Regions from separate parts of the Mus musculus genome. Here regions 1 and 3 are each linked to region 2. A link is a contact called in public HiChIP or PLAC-seq and promoter capture Hi-C data. All regions are on one chromosome and are shown on one strand. Each heading gives the region's core, a stretch centred on a gene start, on an enhancer-like site or on the middle of the called end of the contact. The rest is flanking DNA. Distances are from core to core; before and after follow the strand shown.

The links. Promoter capture Hi-C pulls out the DNA fragments that hold promoters and counts their contacts. HiChIP or PLAC-seq counts read pairs in DNA pulled down with a chosen protein or histone mark.
Region 1: an H3K4me3 HiChIP or PLAC-seq map of embryonic stem cells shows a contact between it and region 2, with 8 times the contacts expected there. The contact joins the promoter of Rps12 here to the promoter of Ccn2 in region 2. A contact is called at or near these places in 2 of 39 promoter capture datasets (embryonic stem cells and neural stem cells), 1 of 484 Hi-C or Micro-C datasets (embryonic stem cells) and 6 of 115 datasets of contacts at active chromatin or transcription factors (the NIH/3T3 cell line, bone marrow-derived macrophages and embryonic stem cells).
Region 3: a promoter capture Hi-C map of liver shows a contact between it and region 2, with 7 times the contacts expected there. The contact joins the promoter of Taar4 here to the promoter of Ccn2 in region 2. A contact is called at or near these places in 2 of 39 promoter capture datasets (hippocampal neurons and liver) and 1 of 115 datasets of contacts at active chromatin or transcription factors (embryonic stem cells).

What each region holds. Positions count from the first base shown.
Region 1 is chr10:23,784,466-23,788,713 of GRCm38.p6, reverse strand. Rps12 (ribosomal protein S12) reads left to right here and starts at 1,505. Exons shown (of 6, transcript NM_011295.6): 1 at 1,505-1,558; 2 at 1,670-1,720; 3 at 1,834-1,950; 4 at 2,710-2,812; 5 at 3,037-3,138; 6 at 3,441-3,531. The coding sequence starts at 1,707. The coding sequence ends at 3,503. It overlaps LOC115487513 (a small nucleolar RNA gene), which reads left to right and starts at 2,171; the gene lies at 2,171-2,244. Snora33 (small nucleolar RNA, H/ACA box 33) reads left to right here and starts at 3,263; the gene lies at 3,263-3,367. Snord100 (small nucleolar RNA, C/D box 100) reads left to right here and starts at 2,893; the gene lies at 2,893-2,960.
Region 2 is chr10:24,593,376-24,597,114 of GRCm38.p6, reverse strand. Ccn2 (cellular communication network factor 2) reads right to left here and starts at 1,673. Exons shown (of 5, transcript NM_010217.2): 1 at 1,327-1,673; 2 at 1,017-1,239; 3 at 517-768; 4 at 172-383. The coding sequence starts at 1,389. Gm15270 (predicted gene 15270) reads left to right here and starts at 1,312. Exons shown (of 5, transcript NR_163910.1): 1 at 1,312-1,474.
Region 3 is chr10:23,958,701-23,962,725 of GRCm38.p6, reverse strand. Taar4 (trace amine-associated receptor 4) reads right to left here and starts at 2,232. Exons shown (of 1, transcript NM_001008499.1): 1 at 1,189-2,232. The coding sequence starts at 2,232. The coding sequence ends at 1,189.

The sequences.
Region 1 (4,248 bases), core at 256-2,755, 810 kb after region 2:
TTACCATCTAGTCTCTTCTGTGAGACTTTTCTTCCGGGAAGAGAACTCTAATATGCTTAACACTTAAATGTTTTCCTTTTTTTGCTTTAGACATTGTCTTCCTGGTAGCCTGGAACTCACAGCTATCCACCTGCCTCTGCTTCTCAGGTGCTGGGATGAAAGTCTTGCAACTTATGTATGGTTTGACACATTAACTTTTAATAGCCTTATACTAAGGAAACTACTTAAACTCTACTTAACCACATTCTTTTCCGACTGTGTAATGTTTCAAAATCACTTCCAAAACAGCCAAAAGGCACGTGTGCCTTCCTGCTCTCTCTTCCTGTCTGAATATTCTTCCTGCACTTACCTGGCTGGAACTCTAGTTAAAACCTCTTTTAAATGCTGCCATAAACTCCAAATCCCCTGCGTTCCCACATCATCTCCACTCCCCAGCACCGTGGCATTCTGGTATGTTACTCTTTGGCTAAAATACTAGCTTTATCTTTTAAAATGCAGACTTTTAAGTGTCCGCCGTCTCTCATCTTTAAAACAGCACCATAGACACTGGCAGAAATACGCCCACAGAAACTAACCACCTATTAAATACTTTTTTGAATTGCAGGGGTAAGGAAGCAAGCATGAGGCTTTAGGGGTGAAACCCAAACGTTTATTGGAAAAGCTAAAACTTCCATCAACTTTCTTATATCCTCATGAAATTCATGAGCCCGACAATGATCACTGTATCCACCAGGTTGGCCATCAGAAGCTCTGGTTGGCTTCGGGGATATCTTCTGAGAGAGATGTCTTGTGTATTTGCTTTGGAAGTAGAAGAGCGAGTGATTCCTTCGAAATTAAAATGCATTTGTCGGCGTAGGCGGGAACTGGCTTTAAGATTCTGGAGTTCCACTCCTGGTAGCCGAATCCTCGGTGGAATTTAGTGACAGATCCACAGTGAGAGTTTAACATGTACCTCAGGGATCCAGTGTCTGCGAAGCTGCGACTCGGGAAAAAAACTAGGGTCATTACCTAAATGTTCATTCAGAACCGGTTGCATTCAGACCGGGATCTGACCTGGCCGCAAGGTCTGCTTAAACACGTTGCAAAGCAGTGGGGTTTGTGATCATACACAAATCACAGCCACTCAGAGAGGCTAAAAACCAAAGGACCAAAATGTGGACACACTCAGCCTAATCGGCCAGTATTGGCAACAGGAAACTTCACGATAAGACGTGGAAAAACTGCTTAAAACAAAGTAATTCAGCAGCGAAGAAAACGGCAGTAGTTTGGCTCCTCTCGTGTTCCGTAGGAGCGGATCGTGGGACCTCTGTGGTCCACGCCCCCTGGGCAAAGGCTGCCCGCTGCGATGCCTGCTAGAAATCCAGCCGCGTTCTTACCACGGACGCTCCTAAAGGCGGAAGTGGAAACTCCTAAGGCACGGCACCACCGGAGCCACCTCTTTAGTGGGAGGAGTTGCACATGCGCACAGAAGTCGAGCGGAGCGCTTAAATACCGTCATGCGGCCACCGCCGGCCTTTTCCCCTGCCGCCGCCGACTTGCGCGGAGGCGGAAGCTCGGGGTGAGTGTGATCCCAGCTCGTGCGCCGGCGATAGCGTGTCTACTGCGCCTTGGCTTCAAAAGTGAAGTACTTGGGTCTTAACGGGCGATTTACTGATGTTTTGTCTTTCAGTGCGTTCAAGATTCGGCGTCACCCGTGATTCACCGCCATGGCCGAGGAAGGGTGAGCGAGTGGGGCGTGGGCCTCCCGCGGGCGGCGCTGGTCTGGGCTTTTCTCCATGCTAGTTCCCCATCCCTAGCCTGCCGAGGGTCCTAACGTCTCTGTCTGCATTCCAGCATAGCTGCTGGAGGTGTAATGGACGTCAACACTGCTCTACAAGAGGTGCTGAAGACCGCCCTCATCCACGATGGCCTAGCACGTGGCATACGCGAAGCTGCCAAAGCCTTAGACAAGTACGTGTCTCAGTCTCAATACTGTGGGGTGTTGCAGCCGGAACAAAGACTGCAGCAGCCAAGGGAAGAGAGCGTGAAGTTCATGCTGTTAGCACAAAAGTTCTGAATGTCATCCGGCCAGCAGGAAACCTAGGAAAAGGTATCAACTCTAGCCCACTTAGGATGTGTGGGTTGCTGTGTGGATCGGGGATGACGAGCAGTAGTTTTGTAAAGCTACAGTGTTTGCATGATGACTTGAATTGTCGGATACCCCTTCACCCCGTTCATGGGTGAGAAACAGCTAGTCTGACAAACCTGTAGCTCGTGGGGATAGATAGTCCGGTAGTTTTGCTAGAAGATGGAAAAGGGGGGGGCATCATTATTTAGTTTGCAAATACTTAAACGACAATATTGTGGTGTCGGGGAAATCTAGCTATATCCGGGAGACTTGAGAACATGCATGGTTTATTAGGCTTATGCACGTGTATTCTACTGTTTGAGGTAAAGTCAGGTGATTTTGGATGCTGTTGTGAATATTTACAGTGCTTCCTGCACAGGACTGCTTTGGATCAGCTTTCAAGTTGGAAATACCCTGAAAGTGGTCATAGTTTCCTTTGGCCATAAATAGGTTTCCTATTATAATGTGTGGTATTGGTATCTAAGTTTGTACAGGGAAAGTGAATGGCTAGTCTGCAGTTTGGTACAGTAAATCCTGTGTGGTCAGGTTTACTAGCACAGTGAAGACCCTTGAAGGTTTCACCTTTGAGTTTTGCATTTTAGGCGCCAAGCCCATCTGTGTGTGCTCGCATCCAACTGTGATGAGCCCATGTATGTCAAGCTGGTGGAGGCACTTTGTGCTGAGCACCAAATCAACCTGATAAAGGTAAGCCTTAGTGATAATGGTGTTGAGCCACAGGCACCAGCACTAACTTGCATGGTAGTTTTGATGATTTTCACGTGGGCTGTACATGATGAAAACAGTCTCCCTCTTCTGAATCTCGCTGAGGAAACTGCACGTCACCCTCCTGAAACAGCCACCCTGGGAATGTTGAGGGTCAGCTTTTACTAGTTTCAATCCTTGTTAGTAATTGCTTTTGTCTTTGATAGGTTGATGACAACAAGAAACTAGGGGAATGGGTAGGCCTCTGTAAAATCGATCGAGAGGGCAAACCACGGAAGGTGGTTGGTTGCAGTTGCGTAGTGGTTAAGGTAAGTCTTGCTTTTCTCTTTAAAATGTTGATGGCCCTTTAGTGGAAACAAGTTTTAAAGACAAGATTTAAACCTTCTGTAAAGATAAGCCATCATTTGAAAGCCAGCCAATTAATCTGCTTATCTCAATGTTTCTGCAGAAATTTAGAAAGGGCTGGCAATATTAATGCCATGGTACGAGCCTTAGGGGCAGCTGAAGCCTTTAAGGTCCCTGAAAGTGGCTACAGTATTATTGGGAAGACTGAATCAAATAGCTGATCGGAATTTAATACTGAAAGTAATTCGCATTTAATTTTTTTAAGGACTATGGCAAAGAATCTCAGGCCAAGGATGTCATCGAGGAATACTTCAAGTGCAAGAAATAAATAAATTTTGGCTGATTTTTCTCTTGTATTTCTTGTTTGCTGGTATAAAATGGGATGTGCTTACTCAGGTGATAGTGGATTGGAAGTACCTGTCTGCTCTTACTATTTTCGTTGGGTAAATGACTGCCAAGGCTACATACACAACTAAAATTGGGCTTTGGGCTTAGTATTTTTGATGGACAAAGGAGACGCATCAAAGCTTTAAACTGGAGAACACAGGCCTCAGAATTAGGCACACTGGGCAGCCAGAACTATAGATAATTGCTAAAATTTCTGGTTACATGCCATGACAGGTTGAGAGGTAAATTACACTGAGTAGATATCCAGGGTTGGTAATAACGGTACAAGGTTAGATTGGGGTAGAAAGATGGATTAGAGGGTTAAGTGTGGGGGAAGATTTGGGACTCAGGTTCCCCAGGGGTAAATGTAGACATGCTTAAATTTCTGAACCCTGTTTGCATCCAAGTCCTAATTTTCTAGTGTTCTAGTTGGTTAGAAAGGCTTAGAAATCTGTAGTGATGAGGGATTCTTAAGCAGCGTTATGGGACAGTTTGCATGAACCTTCTGTTGCTAGCACTTAGTGACAGTTAAAAATATCAGTTGTAGTTTTGCTTTCAAAGTGTCTGGTTTTAGGAAATGTGTCAAGGAAACTATTTGATGGTATAGTGTATCCATAAGCTGTTAGCCTTTTTTTAGATAAAGCAAGAAACTCAAGACCTTCAGAAAAGAACTAGACCAGCTACAA
Region 2 (3,739 bases), core at 424-2,923:
AGTGGAAAACTGGCAGCTGTTGTTACAGCATCTCTCATTCTAGCCAGACAGCTCCATGGTTAGATATTTCTGGAGACAACAGGCCTCTAATAACATGGGAGGTGAGACAGCCAGCTCGGTTCTCTTCCCTGTCATTCTGTAAAACGGAGTGACTAGGGGCAGAGGATGTACCTTAATGTTTTCCTCCAGGTCAGCTTCGCAGGGCCTGACCATGCAGAGGCGGCTCTGCTTCTCCAGTCTGCAGAAGGTATTGTCATTGGTAACTCGGGTGGAGATGCCCATCCCACAGGTCTTAGAACAGGCGCTCCACTCTGTGGTCTGGACCAGGCAGTTGGCTCGCATCATAGTTGGGTCTGGGCCAAATGTGTCTTCCAGTCGGTAGGCTGTGAGAGCAGAACACACAAACACAAGGTAAAACATCCGGATAGGACAATTTCCCCTTAATTTGGTGGACTTGGGCATTGGCCCTGAAGTTGGGGAGAATGAATAACAGTAACTTTGAAGGTGACAACTCACCAGCTAGGGCAGGGCCAACTGCTGTGCGGTCCTTGGGCTCGTCACACACCCACTCCTCGCAGCATTTCCCAGGCAGCTTGACCCTTCTCGGGAAGGGGCAGTCAGGGCTGGGCAGGCGCACGTCCATGCTGCACAGGGGCACGCAGCCCACGGCCCCATCCAGGCAAGTGCATTGGTATTTGCAGCTGCTTTGGAAGGACTCACCGCTGCGGTACACCGACCCACCGAAGACACAGGGTGCACCATCTTTGGCTGCGGGAGAGGAAGACAAAGTTGTAGGTCAGGCGTAGGGTCACAGGGATCAGAACAGCTAGCTATATCACTGTACATGTCAAGGTGACGAGCTAGGGTCAGGACTGCAGGGGGCCGGTTGGAAGCAGCTGCGGATAGGGGCTTTTCTTTTTCTAGAGGGTATCACGCTGGACTTGAGAGAGGTGGTGGTCCAACACCAAAAGGTGAGGCCTCTGCAAAGGGGGCTGGAATGGGGCTGAGGGTCTTACCAGTGCACACTCCGATCTTGCGGTTGGCGGGGGAGCCGAAATCGCAGAAGAGGCCCTTGTGTGGGTCGCAGGGGTCACGCTCCGTACACAGTTCTCCCAGCTGCTTGGCGCAGACGCGGCAGCAGCCGCAGCCGTCCAGCACCAGGCTCACGCCGGCGGGGCAGTGCGGCGCTGCTTCGGCTGCGCACTGACATTGCGCGCTGCAGTCCTGGCCCATAGCAGGCTGCGGAGAGGAAGGGGAGGGAGGTCAGTCTGTGATCGCAGCTCACTCTGCCCTCCCTCCGTCCCTTCCGTCAGTCCCGGGGCTTACCCGGGTGCAGAGAGCGAGGAGCACCAAGGCGAGGCTGATGGGACCTGCGACGGAGGCGAGCATGATCGGGACGCGGTAGGAGGATGCACAGCAGGGTGCAGAGGCGACGAGAGGCGCGGCCGGAGCCTGGATTCGGACAGGGGCGGAGGTTGGTGTCTGGACGCTCCAGGCGGTGGCGTCTGGGGTTGTCGGCTGGGCTGGGGCTGCTGCCGTCTGGAGGAGGTCGGTCTCCTGGGGTCGGAGCTGGAGTGGATCTGGCTGAGTCTTCTTGGAGAGAAGAGCTGTGTGAGACTAGGCGGGCGGCGCTGGCTTTTATACGCTCCCGGGAGCCGGCTCGCCAAAGAACTGAATGGAGTCCTACACAAACAGGGACATTCCTCACATTCCTCCCCACCTTCCTGCCTCATCAACTCACACCGGATTGATCCTGACCCCTTGACACTCCACATTCCTCCGTCTGAAAAAGCTGGCACACTTTAGCTCGCCAGGAAAAAAAAAAAAGGCGCTGTGTTTCCAGCACAACACCAAGAAGTAAAACTTTCTCCATATCATCTTCTCACCCCTCCTGATGAAATATAACTTAGAAATAAACGATTATTTCTCTGATCTTTTCTTCTTAAAAATCTCTTTGCCAGTTCTGGCTACTGACATAAAAACTTCTCAAGACTCAAATAGCTCAAGAGGCAAATACCATGGGCCCCTAGAAATTAAAAAAAATATTTTTCTTTGTTTTGGATTTTTTTTTTTCTTTACGGGGCTGTAGTCTCTTGGTGTTCTTCTACTGAGAGGAGAAGGGTGCTTATAGCCATTTGAAATGCCTCCTCTCCTCCCAGAATTCCTATGTGCAACTTTTGTATCTGAAATACAGGCATTTGATCTTTGGTCACTGGAGATAACCATTTTGATGGCTGAAAGATATGAAAGCCAAGGATGTAGGTTCCCAGGGAGATTTTCAGCACTCTTTATGTAAGAACTTGTCTTCAGGGTCCAGGGAGGCAAGGGGAATGACTGGGCATGGCTTTTCTAGAAAAATAAGTTTATGAGTTCAGACCAAATGGCTGTGTTCAGAAGCTAAGTGTCAGGGAATATAGTGGGAGAAGAAAGAGGTATAAGGAGGCCAGTAGGGGTTCAGTTGGGATATTTTAAACATGGCTGTACTGAGGTCCAGGCTTGGATTTTTTTTTTTTAACTTATCCTAAAACCCATAATCTAACGATGTTGTTGGGGTTTGTTCTGTTTTGAAGTAAAGCACTTGTTTACATAACAGCAAAACCATAGACGGTTGTATCTAGTTATAATCCGGCTATAAACTAAGCATCAGTGCATAATATATTTTTACTGACTTCCCCAAGTGTCTACAATTAGTGATGAAGCCTCTTGCTACTCAAATAGCTTGCAGGCTCGTGGAGGGAGGTTAAATCAAGGAAAGCACAGCTTTATCCCCTGCTCGTGTGTTGATGTTAAAAGTAAACAATGTATCTAAGCTAGTCTCTGTTTCTTAGAACTGCTACTTAGTTTCTGTAAGGACCAATTTTATACACTGTGCATTCATTTAGGACCTGTGTTGTTTATTGGCTCTCTGTCTGTCTCTCTTTCTCTCTCTCTCTGTCTCTCTTTGCGTGTGTGTGTGTGTGTGTGTGTGTGTGTGTGTGTGTGTGTGTGTATGTGTGTGTGTGTTTATCTCCAATTCTCATTGGACATAGAAAGATTCTGGGACCATCCCATGCTTTCCCTAAAGCTACATCATTTGTCACTGGCTTCCTCTCATAGTTGGTGTTTCTGACTATAAGTTTAAACTGAGTATATCGGCAAAGACTAATTTTGGAGACAACACACTATAGATTTATAACATGAAAACAGCCCATTTAAGTGGGCCAGTTTTAAAACTTTTTCAATCCATCCATGGATGATTAGCAGGGGTGGCGGGGGGCGATGGTGGGAGGGGGTAAGGGAGTTAGCCACTTCAAGTGGCTGACCACATCATCTGCACACAATTACCTTGTTAAGCCAGCCACATGCTGTACAGTGCAGTTACATGTCAACAGCGAAAGGTGTGAGTGGCTTGAAGTGTGAGCAGCCTCTGCAGTGCTGGAAGGATTTCTGACATTGTTATTCAATGTTCTTTCCAAGCATTCCTCAAAGAGAAGAGGCCCGAGACTTCCTATTTAAAGAAAGAACATGGCAAGTTATGTGAGTAGCCACATGTGTAGTATAGGCAACTTGGCCTTGCACTTTTGCTGTCTTCTTTGATGATATTTTTTTTTTTAAAGTCCAAACTATGTGGGAAGCCACAGTGAAATCTTTCAAGTCTTAAACTCCCAATTATATCTACCAGCAATGGTCAGAAAGGTGGAATGAGTGAGGAAGGGAAGGGAAGGGAAGGGTGAGGCTCATCTGGGGTGGGATGTGGGCT
Region 3 (4,025 bases), core at 983-3,482, 630 kb after region 2:
AGCATTCTGATATTACTGCTAGAACTGCAAAAGAAGAAACAAGACAATGAGGGACAAAATTTAATGAAATACACATATGAGAGGTGAGGAAGGGAAAGACAAAGGGACATGGAAAAACGACATTTAGTGAGGCAATGATGTCCCAAAAGTATGAGAAGAGAAAATAGCTCAACTTTGTAAATAAAGTTCAGTCTTGATTAACAATAAGTACACACACAAAATACACAACAACACTGACATATACTCCCACCCCACCCACCCCCACATACATACATGTCAGTACATATGCTCACAGGATATATATATATATACAGAGAGAGAGATACATTAAAGATGTGTGTCAGAAGAAAAAAGAAAAAGCTTTCCTAAAACTCTTTCTTTTTTTTTTTTTTCCATTACTGGCCGTTCAGTAATATTATAAATCCTTCAGCAATTCCTCTCAAAAGGAAAGTTAAATCTAAAAGTACCATTAGCTGTCTGCTTCAGTTTATCTGCTCTTCTTCCATATTCCTTAGTTCAGGCTTCTGATGTGCTCAAGCTGCTGCTCGATCCCTTATAAAAACAGCAATGGACTCAACAGAGGTTTGGATAAATTCAGATGGAGTACACTGCTGTCTGTGATTGTAGAGGGTCTCCATGACTCCTCCTCCAATGCTCCAAGTTCAAGTGAGGATGGTCATTAAATCTAAGCCAAAGTAACTAAAACATCAAACCTTGTAATTCAGGCCTCAGCAGCCTTGAGAAGAAGTTAGCTTTGTTTTCTTGTTTGTTCACACGAGTGTCTTTTGTAGCACCCAGAAATAAACCACTCTGTGAGGCTTGGCTCACACCAGCAGCAGCAGTAGCAGCAACAACAAAGCTCACTGGATCTAGTGCTTTCTCAGGTTGCCGTTGTCTCAGCTGGAAAGTTTTTCTTGTCTAACAGACCCATCCCTCTTTCCCTTTCTTTAAAAAGAATCTAGCCGGGCAGTGGTGGTGCACGCCTTTAATCCCAGCACTTGGGAGGCAGAGACAGGCAGATTTCTGAGTTCGAGGCTAGCCTGGTCTACAAAGTGAGTTCCAGGACAACCAGGGCTACACAGAGAAACCCTGTTTGGAAAAAAAGCAAAAACAACAACAACAAAAAAAAGAAAATAAAACAAAAATCAAAAAGAATCTAGGCTAACAGGGAGTTGGGGGTGGCATTACCTAAGGATGTGCAGGATGCAGGCTTGAGGTAGAAGAGTCAGAGCGGAAGATCGTTCCTGTGACTATCATCCTCAGGGCCTTTCGAAACCAGGGATAGAACATGCCATATATGATGGGATTGAAAGTGGAATTAAAATAACCAAGCCAAAGGAAAACATTATACAAATCTTCAGGGGTTGTAAAATCAATGAAAGGGTCTGTGATTGTCAAGACAAAAAAGGGTAGCCAACACAACACAAACACTCCCATGACAATGCTTAAAGTCTTGGTGGCCTTGCTTTCCTTTTTTGATGTGGCCTTCATTTTGCTTTCTGAGAGGGCCTGTTTTGTCCTAGGACCTGTACCAATCTGCCTGGCATGTTTCTGGGCAACTGTGAAAATGTGTATGTAAATCCCTACCATGACTGTCCCAGGCAGAAAGAAAGCTATGAAGGAAGCCAGAACTCCCCAGAGCTTGTTAAATATCAACACACACAAACCTGTACAGTCAATGGCTGCGACAAAATCCTCAGCACCAATCAGATTTAATTCTGAGAATACCAAGCCAAAGGCAAAAAAGATGGGAACAGACCAACTGATGAGTAGAAAGACCCCTACCACCCGGGTCGTGATTTGGGTGACGTAGTGCAAAGGGTCGCAGACGGCATAGTGGCGGTCAACTGAGATGAAGCAGAGGTGGAAAATGGATGTGGTACAGAGCATGATGTCACAGCAGCTGTGAACTTTGCAAAAGAGGTCTCCGAAGTACCAGCATGACTCGATGGACCGGATCATACTGAAGGGCATGACCACGCAACTCAACAGGAAGTCTGTGGTAGCCATGGAGAGAATAAGGAAGTTGGTTGGGGAGTGGAGCTGCTTGAAGTGGGCAATAGAGATGATCACAGCCATGTTTCCCAGCATGGTCATCACTATCGCTCCAATCATGATGAGGTACATGGCACAGACAACGAGCGCAGGCCTCGCCTTCCTTGGGCAAGAACTGTTTGCAGCAGCAAAGCAAAACTGTACTTCTGGGGAGCTCCAGGGGTCGGGTGTATTCATCGTCTTTGTCCTGTGGGTACTATGAGTGCTTCTCAAAAAAGCTGTGATCCTGTCTGTGAAAGAAGGAAAAAGAGCCATAAAATCATTGGCAGGGCAATTGTCCATTGAACCTTGCGTAGATCTGAGACTGAACCAAGTTGGAAGTCCTTACTGACCAGAATTCGTTTCCCCCACACTTCGTGTGCATATGAATCACCTGAAGAACTTTCTAAAGTTTGGATTCTAATTCTGACATTGCATTCCTAAGTCGGCATTCCTACAATCTCTTGAGAGAGGACAATAATGTTAGTCTGAGACCATTCCTTGAGTAGGAAGGCAACTGAAAAAACCTGGATTGATATTGTTACCCAGCATCCACAGATTGATACTGTTACCCAGCAAACTCAGACTGATATTGTTACCCAGTATCCACAGACTGATATTGTTACCCAGTATCCACAGACTGATATTGTTACCCAGTATCCACAGACTGATATTGTTACCCAGTATCCACAGACTGATATTGTTACCCAGTATCTATGAATTAATACTGTTATCCAGCATTCATGGATTGATATTGTTACCCAGCATTCAAGTATCCTGAGTAGAAGAATATACCACCATATTAATTTGTAGCTCTGAGTCCATAAACTGATCAAGCATTTCTTTTGTCCAGTTCAATTAAGTTTAATCCAATTTCCTGGATTAAAATCCACTCAAGAATGATCATGGACAATGAAATTGCTAATTAAATTAAATGATGATTAAATTTTGAAGTCATACTTCTTCCTTTACAGAATGATTTTTTTCTGTAAACAGCCACAAATGCTTCTGTCTCTGCCACCTCCACTTAGAAGCATTTCTCCTCGCAGTGTGAAAAACACAGTCTGCAGAATTTAGAGTAAAATCATGCCCAAGATTACAAGATTGTACATAAGTAATGTTCAAAGTGAAGGAAAACGGTTGAAATGGCAGACTCTGTAAGTCTCATGGGTTCTCACTTCATTTAGCATCTGCATTTAGGAAGCAGAGTTGTGGTGGAGGATCTACAGGAACAGAGATTCACGTTTTATACTGCTATTGAATTTGATATACAGCTGTGTATTATTTAACCTGTCATTTGTAACATTAATAAGCTGAGAACAATGGAGCTGGCTCACCCCCGCTTTGACACAGGTTTGTTTTTCCAGTGCTGAGTCTGGACATGCCTTTCTCATAGCCAATGGCAAACATTTGTGAGATTGTGTGCCAGATTGGAGCTGTGGACTTTGGCCAGAGAACAGTCTCAAACTCACTGAACCCCTTGAGAAAGTGAATGCATGCATAGTGTATCCTGACGCAGATTTACTCTGGGAATGTAGCACCTTTGGAAACAGTGTTTCATTAGCTTCAGTACCTCAATAATTGTTACCAGTGGCTGTGGATTATTTGGAATCAACACTATAGCAAATTTTATTGGCTTTGGATATAGAAATTTAATACTTATGGTTAGTATTTTTCTTTTTTATATTAACTCGAATTGCAATTAAAGTGAACAAAAACCTAAACTGTACAGAAACAGATACAAGAAAGATGACATTTCCAAGGCTCCATTGCATTACTGACATTCGGGGTGATTATGTATCATTTTTGAGTCCTTAGCTATGAGACTAAAGATACTGAAATCCTAAGCACCTAATGACCTCATTTAATAAACTAAATTTCTAGCTAACTTTAAAGATAAGCAAGAATCACCATAAAATTACTCAGGCATTTTCTGCTACTGATTATACACAAAAATCTCATTCCCCAAACAAAACTGTTCAGTCTGAGAT